Regions from separate parts of the Sus scrofa genome. Here region 2 is linked to region 1. Evidence: chromatin contacts called from public Hi-C data. All regions are on one chromosome and are shown on one strand. The core of a region is the stretch at or near the end of the contact, and the rest is flanking DNA. Distances in the headings are between cores, read along the strand shown.

The links. A called contact is a pair of places that touch in the nucleus more often than the background predicts.
Region 2: a Hi-C map of alveolar macrophages shows a contact between it and region 1, with 2.4 times the contacts expected there. The contact joins two enhancer-like sites. A contact is called at or near these places in 15 of 47 Hi-C or Micro-C datasets (alveolar macrophages, brain, embryonic fibroblasts and 9 more) and 1 of 2 datasets of contacts at active chromatin or transcription factors (skeletal muscle).

What each region holds. Positions count from the first base shown.
Region 1 is chr7:91,953,120-91,959,436 of Sscrofa11.1, reverse strand. All of the region lies in intron 8 of RAD51B (DNA repair protein RAD51 homolog 2), which reads right to left. Among named protein-coding and RNA genes, the nearest start is that of RAD51B, 360 kb to the right of the region's middle. Within about 2 kb of position 3,301, at least 7 of the 83 cell types and tissues checked have an H3K27ac peak or open chromatin away from gene starts, as enhancers often do. A contact at or near this core is called in alveolar macrophages, where this site is marked.
Region 2 is chr7:91,798,445-91,804,761 of Sscrofa11.1, reverse strand. All of the region lies in intron 8 of RAD51B (DNA repair protein RAD51 homolog 2), which reads right to left. Among named protein-coding and RNA genes, the nearest start is that of RAD51B, 210 kb to the right of the region's middle. Within about 2 kb of position 4,026, at least 1 of the 83 cell types and tissues checked has an H3K27ac peak or open chromatin away from gene starts, as enhancers often do. A contact at or near this core is called in alveolar macrophages, where this site is marked.

The DNA.
Region 1 (6,317 bases), core at 2,052-4,551:
CAATAAAGGGTAGAACTCCCGCCTAGAAAAACCCAGCCATTGATTTTTCAAATATCACAACCACGCTGGGTTGCCAGGCTCTTCTTTCTCATACGGCAGCACCTCATTTTAAATGTCCCAGATTCCCTCCCGCTTAGGTGGGTGCCTAGTGTTGTAAAAACGCTCAGCGTTGCTCAGTCTCCCCGGTGGCTATGTTTATATACACCCGCGCACATTTGGGCCAGGAAGATTTAGTCCTCTCCCTTCCCCCACCGACTGGAACTTCTACCCCCTGTATCAAAAGGATTTTTTCAGACCTTTCCAATAATCTGCTGGAGGCCATGGAGACAGATCGAATCAGGCTTCTCATCAATCTTTCTCTGCTGGCCAAACAAGAGCCAGCAGGCTAAACGGAAAGGGGCTGGATTCTTTTCGCTCCCTCAAGACACGCGTCTGTCCAGAGTGACGACCCACTGTGTGTTCCGGGGAGCTGAACGATTTCCTGGGCAAAGTTCAAGGATTTCACATTTGCCCCCCAAACCAAATACATGTGAAATGTTACGTCTGAATTCCACAGAGCCTTTGAAAAGGAGGGGCCTAGGCTGGCTCTTGTGGGCTTATCACAACCCCGAAGGCTTGGTGTAGCTCATTCACTTTGGCAGTTTTCCAGAGCAGCTGACAAACCGAAAATAAGCACACGGTTGTCCCCTCTCCTTAACACCCAGACACCCCCACCCCACCCCCCGACACACATACACACACACACACTCCCTGACAAACCACCACTCCTCACGGACACAGACGCAGGCGAGTAGACCCATTCCTCCAAGTAGCATGTAGGTGAACATCGCTGCCCCACTGCACAGAGTTTCAGATGGATCTTGCACGTGACTGGTTTGAGATGTCCAAGCTAATGCATCATTGGTCCAAGTCAGACTGTGTGATGAAAGCCCTATTCATAGGTGAGAGCAGGAATTCACCGTCTGGGGAATGAAGCTCAAGGTCAGAAATCTCCCTGGCGTGATGCCTGTGTCCACTTCCAGGCTCCCTCTGTGTCTCTGTCCTTTTTGCTAAGCAACAGGAAGAGATACGTGGGGGTGGCTTCTGCGGTACAACTGAGGCTGTATTGGCGGCACAACCCCTCCGTGCTTGGGAGCGCTTGTCAGAGAGCTGATTTGGGAGAAGGACGTAAGAAGCGTCGCACACCAGGAAAACACACTAATGCTATAAAATTGGAACTGTGGGCTCCAAGGAGGAACCTAGGTCCCCCAGGGAAGGCCCTCTGCCATGTGTTATCATTCATGCATCAGCTATCTGATCAGTCAGAGCTGGATGCCTGCGGGACATAGAACTTAGCGGCAGCTCCCATTCCCCCAGTGGTTGAGGGGAGAGCGGTCACCAGTTTGTAAAGCTTTTCAGTTATTACCACTTTCTTGGAAGCATTACATTTTTAGCCACCCCAGTTTGCTGGGACTCCCCCCTCCCGCCCCCCAGCTGGGGCTCCTCTAGATCACAATACAAGTGGGATTAAGGCCCCTTCAACCAAGACAGGGCCTGACTGGCCGAGAGAGGAGGGAGGAGAAAGGGAGGACAGAGGTCGTGGTTCTGCCTAGGTGTTTTCACCTTTCATCAGTCGCACATCTCGGCTCTTTTGTGTTAGGACAGCCTTTTACACCCCCTTTGAAGAGAATGCTCATGAGCCTTTCATACCACTGTCACTCATGTACCCAAATGTTAGAAGATTATTTTCTTTATGAAGTATGCCGATTAATTGCCAAGGCAACACCTGTGCATCCCCCCCCCTTTTTTTTTGCCATGGGAAGCATTCTAGGAAATCCATGTACAAGACTGCCTGGAGATCACCCACCCAGTGGCTTGGAATGCAGTGTGACCAAAGGCATTTCCAGAGAGCTCGCAGGACACAATGGCCATGCATGGGTGGATTTGCAGGATGGATTAGACAAACCAACCGCAACCTTTCCATCTTTTGTTTCGATCCCTTCCAGTAGATTGGCCTTGTTACCAATACTGATGCCAAGACTAGCAATTGCTCGCAACAAAGAATTGTTGTTAACCCCTACCCCCTGCTTCATTCACCCTAATTATTCTCCAACAATACAATGCCTTCAAAAAGCCTCCAACTGTCCAGCAGACACCATGGGCCAAGAGGAATCACTGCACACAAGCAGCTATCGATAAAAGACAATACTGAAGCAGCTTCTGTCTGGGTATTTTGCCCCATCTTCTCTGAGACAATGGGAAAGAGCTCAGGGAATAAAAAGGAAGTTCTGCCCTGCAGATCTTTTGTTTGTTTGCCAGTGCTGTGTCTGTTCCAAGTTCTTGGGCGTAGCCTTTACCACTCCCAAATACAGGAAAAAGCCTCCATTTCCTAGGAAATGCGGTTTCTATATTTTTGATGAATTCTTACTGAAGCCAAATTAGGACTTCAATGAGGATTCTGGTTCAGATTTTTTTTTTTTTTTCCCTTTCTGAGGCCAAATGCATCTCATGTACTGAGAGGCATGGGCCACTAGGCTAACTCACAATGATGTTTTAACAACACAAATAGTTCTTCTCATAACATTTTAGATGGCAGAGCAGAGCCCACCAACATATCAGCATTTTGGGGTTTTTTTTTTTTTTTTGGTTTCGTTTTGTTTTTGTTTTTTAAACAGATAACATGGGCAGACAGGGTAACTGAATAGCAAAGTAACAGACTAGGAACAGGCCATCATGAAAGGAAACCTATTTAAGAAACTGAAATTGATATAAGAATCCTGGAGGTTTCCGAACAGGGAAAAAATTAAGTCAGCAGAAAATTAAATGAGAGGAAGCCTCTGTTGATTGCAGCTCAACATATAATTAGATTGGGATGCACCCATGGTGATGAAATGCCGGCAGAAATAAAAGGTCATTTGTTTCCAATAGCCGATGCTGTCAGTCCCATGTTTAAGGAGAACAGACCAACACAGTAAGCCAGAATCTCAAAGCTATCCCAGGATAAAGGGGATTCATTATCGACTATTTGAGTCATCAAGTAGTGTGTGTCCATATGTAAATGGAACATGGGACCTGGAATGTGTTTAGTGTGTCAATTACTATACAGCAAGCAAAGCGATAAAAACCAAGGCTCCAAAAACCATGCTCACTTCAGAGCTATAAAGAAGTGAACAAAGGGAAACGAAATTCCCCAAAGAAGAAAATGACCAGATCAAAAAAAAAAAAAAAAAAAAAAAAATCAGCAAGCTCTAGACTTCAGAAAAAGAGAAAGTAACACCGACTGTGACCATTTAATGGTGATGTTGCTCAATACTTCTCACAAGCTAGATGACCTAACCCAAAGATGAACCCTTAAAAGTATGAAATGTGACATGATCTGAGGAAGCTGCTCTTTGCCTAAAGGTTTGCATGACGTACAGAAATTTATCATCGGAAAAAATGTCAACAATGCTTTACAGAAAAAAGAAACTTCAGTTTACCAGAACTTGGAAAAGTTAAAAAATGTGATCACCTTGAAGATATGTCACTAACTAGAAAATGGGCATGTTAATTCCAGGCAAGTTTTTGGTCCACTTCCAAAAATTATGATACTGTGTCAAAAGAAAGAAAGGGGGAGGGAGAGAGAGAAAGAAAGAAAAAAGTCATTGAATATCATATGTGAACCAAAGCAATGAATGATTTGAAGGCAAAAGTACTGATTTGCTTTAAAATTTCTGGTAAGGGGAGTTCCCGTCGTGGCTCAGGGGTTATTGAACCTGACTAGTATCCACGAGGATTGCAGGTTGGACCCCTGGCCTAGCTCAGTGGGTTAAGGATCCAGCATTGCTGTGAGCTGGGGTGTAGGTCCCAGATATGGCTTGGGCCCCATGTTGCTGTTGCTGTGGCTGTGGTGTAGGCTGGCAGCTATAGCTCCGATTTGACCCCCAGCCTGGGAACCTCCACATGTCAAGGGTGCAGCTCTGGAAAGAAAAAAGTATAAAATGTATGGTATAACACTACTACAGATAAAGTAGATAACAAGGACCTACTGTATAGCACAGTGAAATCTACTTAATATTCTGTAATAACCTATATGTGAAAAAAGAATGGATATATGTGTACATATAACTGATGCACTTTGCTGTACCCCTGAAGCTGATACTACACTGTCAGTCAACTACACTCCAATAAAATTTATAATAAAATAAAAGAGCTGGTATAAATTGCTCCAGCTTTTAGATATAAATAAATTCGGAAGACCACATCTTAAATTAATAGTAATACATAAGGTACACACTACAGTATTATCAGTAGTTGGAAGATATTAAAAGTCACTGTCCAAAGACCTCTTTAAGGAAGGACTCACTCTCTAGTCATGGGGAGTATGGTCAGCAAACAGCATCCAACATCAGCTCCTTCAGGTTCAGCCTCAGCTTTAGAGGTCCTCCTGGCCCGAGGTCATGCCATTCTAAGAGCAGGTCACATATCTTAACTAAGAGACATAGTGGGGGAGGGAGGGAGTATAAAGGCCACAGCTAGGTCTAGAGTAAACCTGACTTTTAATCGTAATGCTAGTTTATTGTCAGTCTAGAGGTTTTTTTTTTTTGGTGTTTTTGCCATTTCTAGGGCCACTCCCACAGTATATAGAGGTTCCCAGGCTAGGGGTCGAATCAGAGCTGTAGCCGCCGGCCTACACCACAGCCACAGCCATGCAGGATCTGAGCTACATCTGCGACCTACACCACAGTTCATGGCAACACCGGATCCTTAACCCACTGAGCGAGGACAGGGATAGAACCCGCAAACTCATGGTTCCTAGTCGGATTCGTTAACCACTGAGCCATGATGGGAACTCCAAGGATTTTTTTTTTTTTTTAATTCACTCTAAAACTTGCCATTGGGTTGGCTGAAGCTCTGTTGGATCTGTATCACAGATCAGTTCCTCCCTCTCCTCAATCCTGCCCCTTTCCCTTCCTTTAACAAGTGCTGATTCCCTACAACATCTTACACCCCCAAAGTCTATGGCAGTGTCTGCTTTTACAGAACCCAACCCGAGACAGCTGCTCAAAAATTCATCCATTCATTCAACACACAACACATATTTACTAAGGACCTATTATGTGCAAGTCCTGTTCTAGATACCAGGGATTTGGAGGTAAGTAAATCTCTACTCTTGCTGGGCTTCAGTTCTTCAGTTCATAAATACATGAACAAGTGAACATGTGATCAGTTCAGACAGCGATAAATATCCAGAAGAAAATAAAACAGGGTGATTGAGTGCATGGAGGGGGTGGGAAAGAGGACTGCTACATGAGCTGGGGAGTTGAGGGGAGTCTCTCCAGAAGAAGACTTTCTAGCCAAGACTTGAGTGATGAGACACACCAGTGAAGGTGATGAGACACACCAGTGAAGGTCAGGGTGAGAGCATTCTAGGCAGGTGTTTGGACTGCTGCAGGTGCAGGGGTCCTGAGGCAGAAACAAGTCTAGCACACTGAAGCGACAGCAGGAAGGCTGGTGCGGTAGAAGTTCAGTGTTATAAAGTCGGCGGAGAAGATGTGGACCCGTCCACAGTCTTCATCCCTGGACGCTTACTAACTCAAAAGATAGAACTGTCATATTTATCCGGTTAAGAGCACAGGTTTGGGGGCACACAACCTGGGTTCAAATCCTGGCTCTACTCATGACTAGCTGGGTGACCTTGAGCAAGTTACTAACCTCTCTGACCTACAGCTTACATGATAATGCACTGAAAACATCTTTCTCACTAAGGTTATCATGAGTATTAAGTGAGGTAATCTGAAGAGTGCTTATGTAGCACAGTGCCTAGCACCCAGGATGGGCTCCGTAAATTGCAGCTATTATTATTATTATTTTTAACCCCAGCAATTAGCACAGTTTCTAACATTCACCAGATACTCAGAAAGTATATATTAATGAAGTAAGGCCAAACCCTGATTGCATGTATACTCTGCTTTCCTCTTCCTCTGAACAGCAGAGGAAACTATCAAATTCGAACTGATAGGACAAAATTGTGACAAAGGGAGCTTCACCAGTTCAACAAAGACTTATTAAGTCCTAACATAAGAAGCACTGGACTTCCTACCTCCATGGGGCTTACAACTGAGAAGGGGAAACAAAAATGCTAAGATCTTCATTCTCCAGGCCACACATGACAAGTGCCATCCAAGCACAGATTATCCAGGGTTCAGAGTTTGGAGGCCACACCCAATCGCTCCCTAGTTAGGGTGGCTATGGAGGGTATCTTGAAGGGTGATGGGATTTTTGATGAGCAAAGATGAGAAAAGGAACTCATCCTAGGCAAACAGGATGGACTAAGCCAAGCGTAACATGAAGAAAGC
Region 2 (6,317 bases), core at 2,777-5,276, 160 kb after region 1:
CACACACATATGTAGCTCTGGAGTCAGGCAGAGTTCTCCAGATGCCTGGGTTTTAACTAAGGCAAGAATTGGGTCACTCTGGAAAAAGCAGGAAAAACAACTTGAATTATAAACATATTACTCAGTTTTCTATAGCATCTTCAAGTTTTGACATATTTTCCCAAACTTTAAATATCAATCTGAAAGGATCATCACTTGGGGCATAAAAGCCCGATACCTGCTGCTCTCACAAAGAACTACTATCCTGAGCTGTGCTTTAAATACAAAAGGAGGTCTCTGCCCAAAGCCTGCATTTTCACACACATTTACCTGACACACAGGCTATCACATGGGGGGAGGGGACATGTGCAAAACGCAAGACAGGCTCTTGGCAAGGATGGCAATTTGAGAAGCCCAGGCAGATTGCGATGCATGGCTTTGTTCCATCCAAAGGTCATTTGAAGCACTGTATTTTATTTTCATAGTAGGGTATTGAGTTCTGAGATCTCTGATACACCCCAGGGAACCAGCAAAAGCTAGTCTCAGCACTGTGCCAGCCCCCTGCCAGGTCACTAATGAAGGTGGGGGGCTTTGAGTGCACCCAAATAAAACACAGCAAAAGGCAGAAAAGGACTCCGAGCTGAGCCCCTTCCTTTTATTCCAGGGGAGCAACCTTTTCTGTACTGAGGGACTAATGAGTCATGAACAGGAGTGGGAACAAGTCGCACACTGTGTTACAGGAGGGACACCACCGGTCGGCCTTTGTGTTCAGTGGCCGGTTCAGTTTTCAGAGCATTTCCCAGCAAGGACCAAAAGCAGCATGAACAAAGGAAACGGAGCAGTTAGACACTCGAACTGTCTCCTTCAATGCTCCAGAGAATTGGGTGCTTGGGGTGGGAGGAGGATATAGGTGAGGGGCCCGGGGAAGTCCAATAAAGATGGCTTTATCTGAAAAGTTCCTAAAGACTGTTTTTCTTTCCAGAGTTATTTTGAACTTTATCTTTTCTAAGGGACACGAACTGCCATCCCTCAGCCGACTTTTAAAGGGAGAAGAGAAATAAGGCCTAAGAAGGAATTTTATTTTTCCACCCTTGCCATTTAATTAGAAGGGCTTTACAGTGTTCAAGGTTTTAATTGCCTTCTCCCCCTCCCAGCCCCCTTCTTCAGCTACACCCATAACACCACGGAGCCAGAGCCAAACAGATAGCTGAAGCTTCTCTCAAGGAGGAACAAAAAAAAGCGCAAGGACCTCAGACACCATTTCTCCCCTGCCTTCCTCCTTCTCTCTCCTCCCTCCCTCCCTTCCTCCCACTCACCCTCTCCTCTCCTCTCTCCATCTCGCTCGCTCATGCCAACATCTCACAGCAGCTCTCCTGCACAGGAAGCTTTCCTGGCATGAATGATACACAGCAAAATCCTGAAACATGAAAAAGTTCCCAGTAATCTGAAGAAAAGAAGGAAAAAAAAAAAAAAAGACGGGGGTGAGGGTGTGGAAGGGAGTTACTAAACAGGAAAAGAGGGTGGAAGAGGCTAAATCTATTTTTAAAAAATAACTGCGATACAGGAATAGAAAATAATAGGGATCCAAGAAAAATTTCATTTACTTCCATATTCTAGAATTTTACTCCTTTCTCTCTATTTACTATGATGACATGCAGGCCGATAAAAGATCTTTTCAGTGGGCCAGGCTGACTTCTCGAATCTTCTGTCCCTATCAAAACTTAGACCAAAGACATCACCATTAATCTCTCTTGATGCCATCTGCAGCAGCATGGATGAACCTAGAGATGACCAGGATGAGCGAAGTCAGAGAAAGACAAATATTATATATCACTTATATGCGGGATCTAAAAAAATGGTACAAAAGAACTTATTTATAGGCGTTCCCTCATGGCACAGGGGAAACGAATCCAACTGGGAAACATGAGGTTGCGGGTTCGATCCCTGGCCTCGCCCAGTGGGTTAAGGATCTGGCGTTGCTGTGGGGTAGGCCGGTGGCTACAGCTCTGATTCAGTCCCTAGCCTGGGAACCTCCATGTGGTGCAGGTTAGCCCTAAAAAGAAAAGAAAACAAGACAAAACAATAAAGAATTATTTATAAAACAGAAACAAACTCATAGATTTCAAAACCCATCTTATGGTCACCACAGGGGAAACCATATGGTTGCCATAGGGGGAGGGAGAAATTGGGAGGGTGTGAATAACATATACTCTACTGCATAAAATAGATGATTAACAGAACCTACTGTATAGCACAGGAAAATCTGCTCACTAGTTTGTAATAACCTATACGGGAAAAAATAATAGATATATTTATATGTATAACTGATTCACTTTGCTGTACACGTGAACCTAATACAACTTTGCAAGGGGAGTTCCTGTTGTGGCTCAGTGGTTAACGAATTCGACTAGGAACCATGAGGTGGCAGGTTCGATCCCTAGCCTTGCTCAGTGGGTTAAGGATCCGGCGTTGCCATGAGCTGTGGTGTAGGTCACAGACAGGGCTCAGATCCCACGTTGCTGTGGCTCTGGCATAGGTTGGTGGCTACAGCTCCAGATTGGACCGCTAGCCTGGGAACCTCCATATGCCATGTGAACGGTCCTAGAAAAGGCAAAAAAAAAAAAAAAAAAATTGCAAGTCAACTCAATTCCAATAAAATTTAAAAAAAACCTTTTTTTAAATTTCTTAGACCTATGGAAAAATAAGATTCTTGATTTTGACTTAGAATTCTAACAAATTCAGACTGTTCTCACTAAGGGTCCTATAATAGCATAAAAATTATTTTTAAATAAATAGAAATAATATCAACTATTTAATATCAACAATGTGCTGGTATATGTGCATGACCTCTAATTAATCACATGCAAGTTAAACATCACCAAGTATTATTATCATGAGGATGTTATAGAGTAAAAAGACTTCCTAAGGCCATATAAGCTTAGTCAATGATGGAGCTAGTATTTGAATCCACTTTTTTTCTGGCTCCAAAGCCCACTCTCTATCAAACCATAGAAGAAAATGACCTATAATTAACTCTTCGACATTTGAACTCTATAGTTTTTTAAGCTTAATATTATAAGAACCCAGAGTTTGCTACAATCAACAATCCATCACATAGATTAGTAAAAATGGAGAATCATAATGCAAATGACATATTTGCTGGTTAAGGTAGACTGGCTATAGGTGATCTCTCCAGATTGTATTTCAACACCTGGTTAAGTCTTTAGAGAAGTTCAGAGCACGTGCTACTTACTTATTTAGACTAGAATTGGACACCAAGCCCTAACCTAATCCACAGGTTCAGAGTCCAACTCTAAAACATGCCTGCTACCCAGACATTAAATGAACCACTGGGGAATTCAGAAATGATATCGACTTTGCCAAGAGTCTCTTAATGCCTCTGCCATTCTGAACCTCAGGAAGCCCCAGAAGCGTAATTCCCTGAGAAGACCCCTTAGACTGGAAGCTAATCCCAGCAGAAAGTGATCCTTCTCGATGACTAATAACATCGCTCCAGTTTGAGGGGTATCCCTGTGCTCTGAACCCATCCCATCTCAGGTTGCTCCCATCCTCATTTTCTCTTCTCCTGTGTCTATCTCTGCATCTCCACTGTGTCGTTCCTATCAACATTTAAACATGTTCAAGCCCATATGTCCCCCGCTAGTCCATGATTCCCTGCATATGCTATCACCAGCCAAAATACATCAAAGCATGACTTGCACATGCAGATTCCATCCGCTCACTCCCAACTACTCTTTAACCAAATTTACTGAACTCTTGCAACCACCAGCCTACCAAAAAGGTTCTCAGAAAGTCACCCATGCTTTTTAGTTGTGAAATCCAGTGATCTTACTTGACCATTTACCCGAATTCAAAACTCCCTCTTTTAGCTTCCTTCTTTCTCTTCCCTTGGCTTCCATAAACCATACATACATTCCTGACTTTCCTCACATTTCTCCAATTCCCCCTCTTTAGTTCTGTCAGCAGACACACTTCCCAGAATGTTGCTTCTCCCCAAAAGCCCTCTCCTTGCACAATGTCATCTGCTTCCTCAATTTCAATGACACCAACTACACCCTGAAGAATACCAAATCTACACATCTAGCCTAAACTGGCCTCCATTCCTAGAAGTGTAAACACCATCTAAAAAAATGGAGGATACCACAAGGAATAAAACAATTTTCAAATTCATTGTCTAGTTCATCCTCTTGGATGTCTCAGAAAGGCACCTTCAACTGAAAGTATAAAAGTTGTTGAAATCAATATCTAGTCCCACTCTCCAAAAAAGTCCATTCTTCCCACTCTATTTCTCTTCTTAGTGAATACCAACACTCTTCACCCTTTTAATTAAACCAGAAACCTGCAATTATTTTTGATTCCTTCCTTTCTCCAATCAATCACTAAATCATAGTATTTTTACCTCCTAAATATCTCTCTATAAAATCTCTTCTCATCAGCCCACTGCTACTATCCAAATCCAGGCAACCATCATTCTTGACCTATATTACACCTAACAGCATCTTAACTGGTCTACCTACAGGCTTACCACCCACCAATTCACTACAGAGAGTGACAAAAACCACACAGCAACACACATATCACCAACACTGAGAGTGGCATATAGCAGGTGCTCAATATTTTTTTTTTTGGAGTGAATGAACTGATCAATTGACCAATCAAGCAATTCAGAACCCAAGGGCTAGCTTTAATGTTTCTTGAAAATCTCCCCAAAATCGAGTGAGTCTTAGGAAAAAATATATTTTGCCCCAAATATTTGCCTTTGTGTTACTTTGCTGCCCCAGATCGCAAAGACTGGGGAAGTACCTCAGACTGCTAAAGACAGTGTGGGATCCACTTTTAAACCTGCTGTGTAGAATCAACATGTATGTCTACAGTAGTGGTTCTCAATCAGGGATGACTTTGTCCCCAGGGGGTTGGAGGGATTGCTACTGGCATCTAGTGGGCTGAAGCCAGAGATGCTGCTAAATCTTCTACAGGGTACAGAAGAGGCCCTCACAACAAGGAAATTATCCAGTTCAAGTGTCAATAGTGTCCAGGTCTATAGTTACCAAAGCAAGACACTACCAGAGTAATGCTATTTCCAAATGTCACCAGATTAGGGTGTCACAAGATAGTAAACTCATTTATTCCTCTGTAAAATAAGATATGACACATTCCACTTTCTAAAGGAAAAGTTAATGGACTTCTCAAAAAAAAAAAAAAAAAAAAAAGGAGAGGGAGTTCCCTTCGTAGCTCAGTGGTTAACAAACCTGACTAGGATCCGTGAGGATGTCAGTCCGATCCCTGGCCTTACTCAGTAGGTTAAGGATCCGGCATTGCTGTGAGCTGTGGTGTAGGTTGCAGACACGGCTCAGATCCCACGTTGCTGTGGATGTGGTGCAGGACAGCGGCTGTAGCTCCGATTGGACCCCTATCTTGGGAACTTCCATATGCTGCGGGTGCAACCCTAAAAAGAAAAAGCAAAAGCAAAAAAAAAAAAAAAAAAAAAAAAAAGTAGAGCTAAAGTAATGGCTTAGCATTTCAGCTCTTAGAAAAAAAATTTATAAAAAGTTCTAGTAAGATTTATTCAATAACAAAATATCCCAACATGCAAATGCACACACACAATGTTTTATCATGGGGTTTGGGAGACAAAAAGAGTGTTTCTCCCTCTCATCCTCTCCTTACCTCCATGCTATTTAACCAATCATAACATAGTCGGGAGGTATGTTTTATTATCTATTGTACTTTTGATGTGCTTCCTACTCCTACGATAAAAATAAATAAGTGGAATTCTTTATATTTCTCTTAGAAAGGAAAGACAAAACCAAAAAACGTAAATAAAAATGCTTTACTTGTATGAAAAGAAACTATATTTTACCATAAGAAATAAATAATATTCTCAATTTGTATCTTGATCAAACAATCATCAAGTCAATGCCAATATGTAACAATTCTAAAAGCTTTATGTCTATTAACTATCTTTCCTGGATACCACATTTTTTTGTTTTGTTTTTTGTACCTTGTGTGGTACAACTAGGCTAGTGATCCCCCAAACTGCCAACTGCCCCTTTCATCTGGGGATATTTAACATTTTTCTTCTTTTTTTTTTTTTTGTCTTTTCAGGGCCATACCCATGGCATATGGAGGCTCCCAGGCTAGGGGTCCAATCAGAGCTGAAGCCACCAGCCTGCACCACAGCCACAGCAATGCAGGATCTGAGCCACATCTGCGACCTATACCCCAGCTCCTGGCAACGCCAGATCCTTAACCCACTGAGCCAGGTATCAAACCTGCATCCTCATGGATACTAGTCTGGTTCATTAACCGCTGAGCCA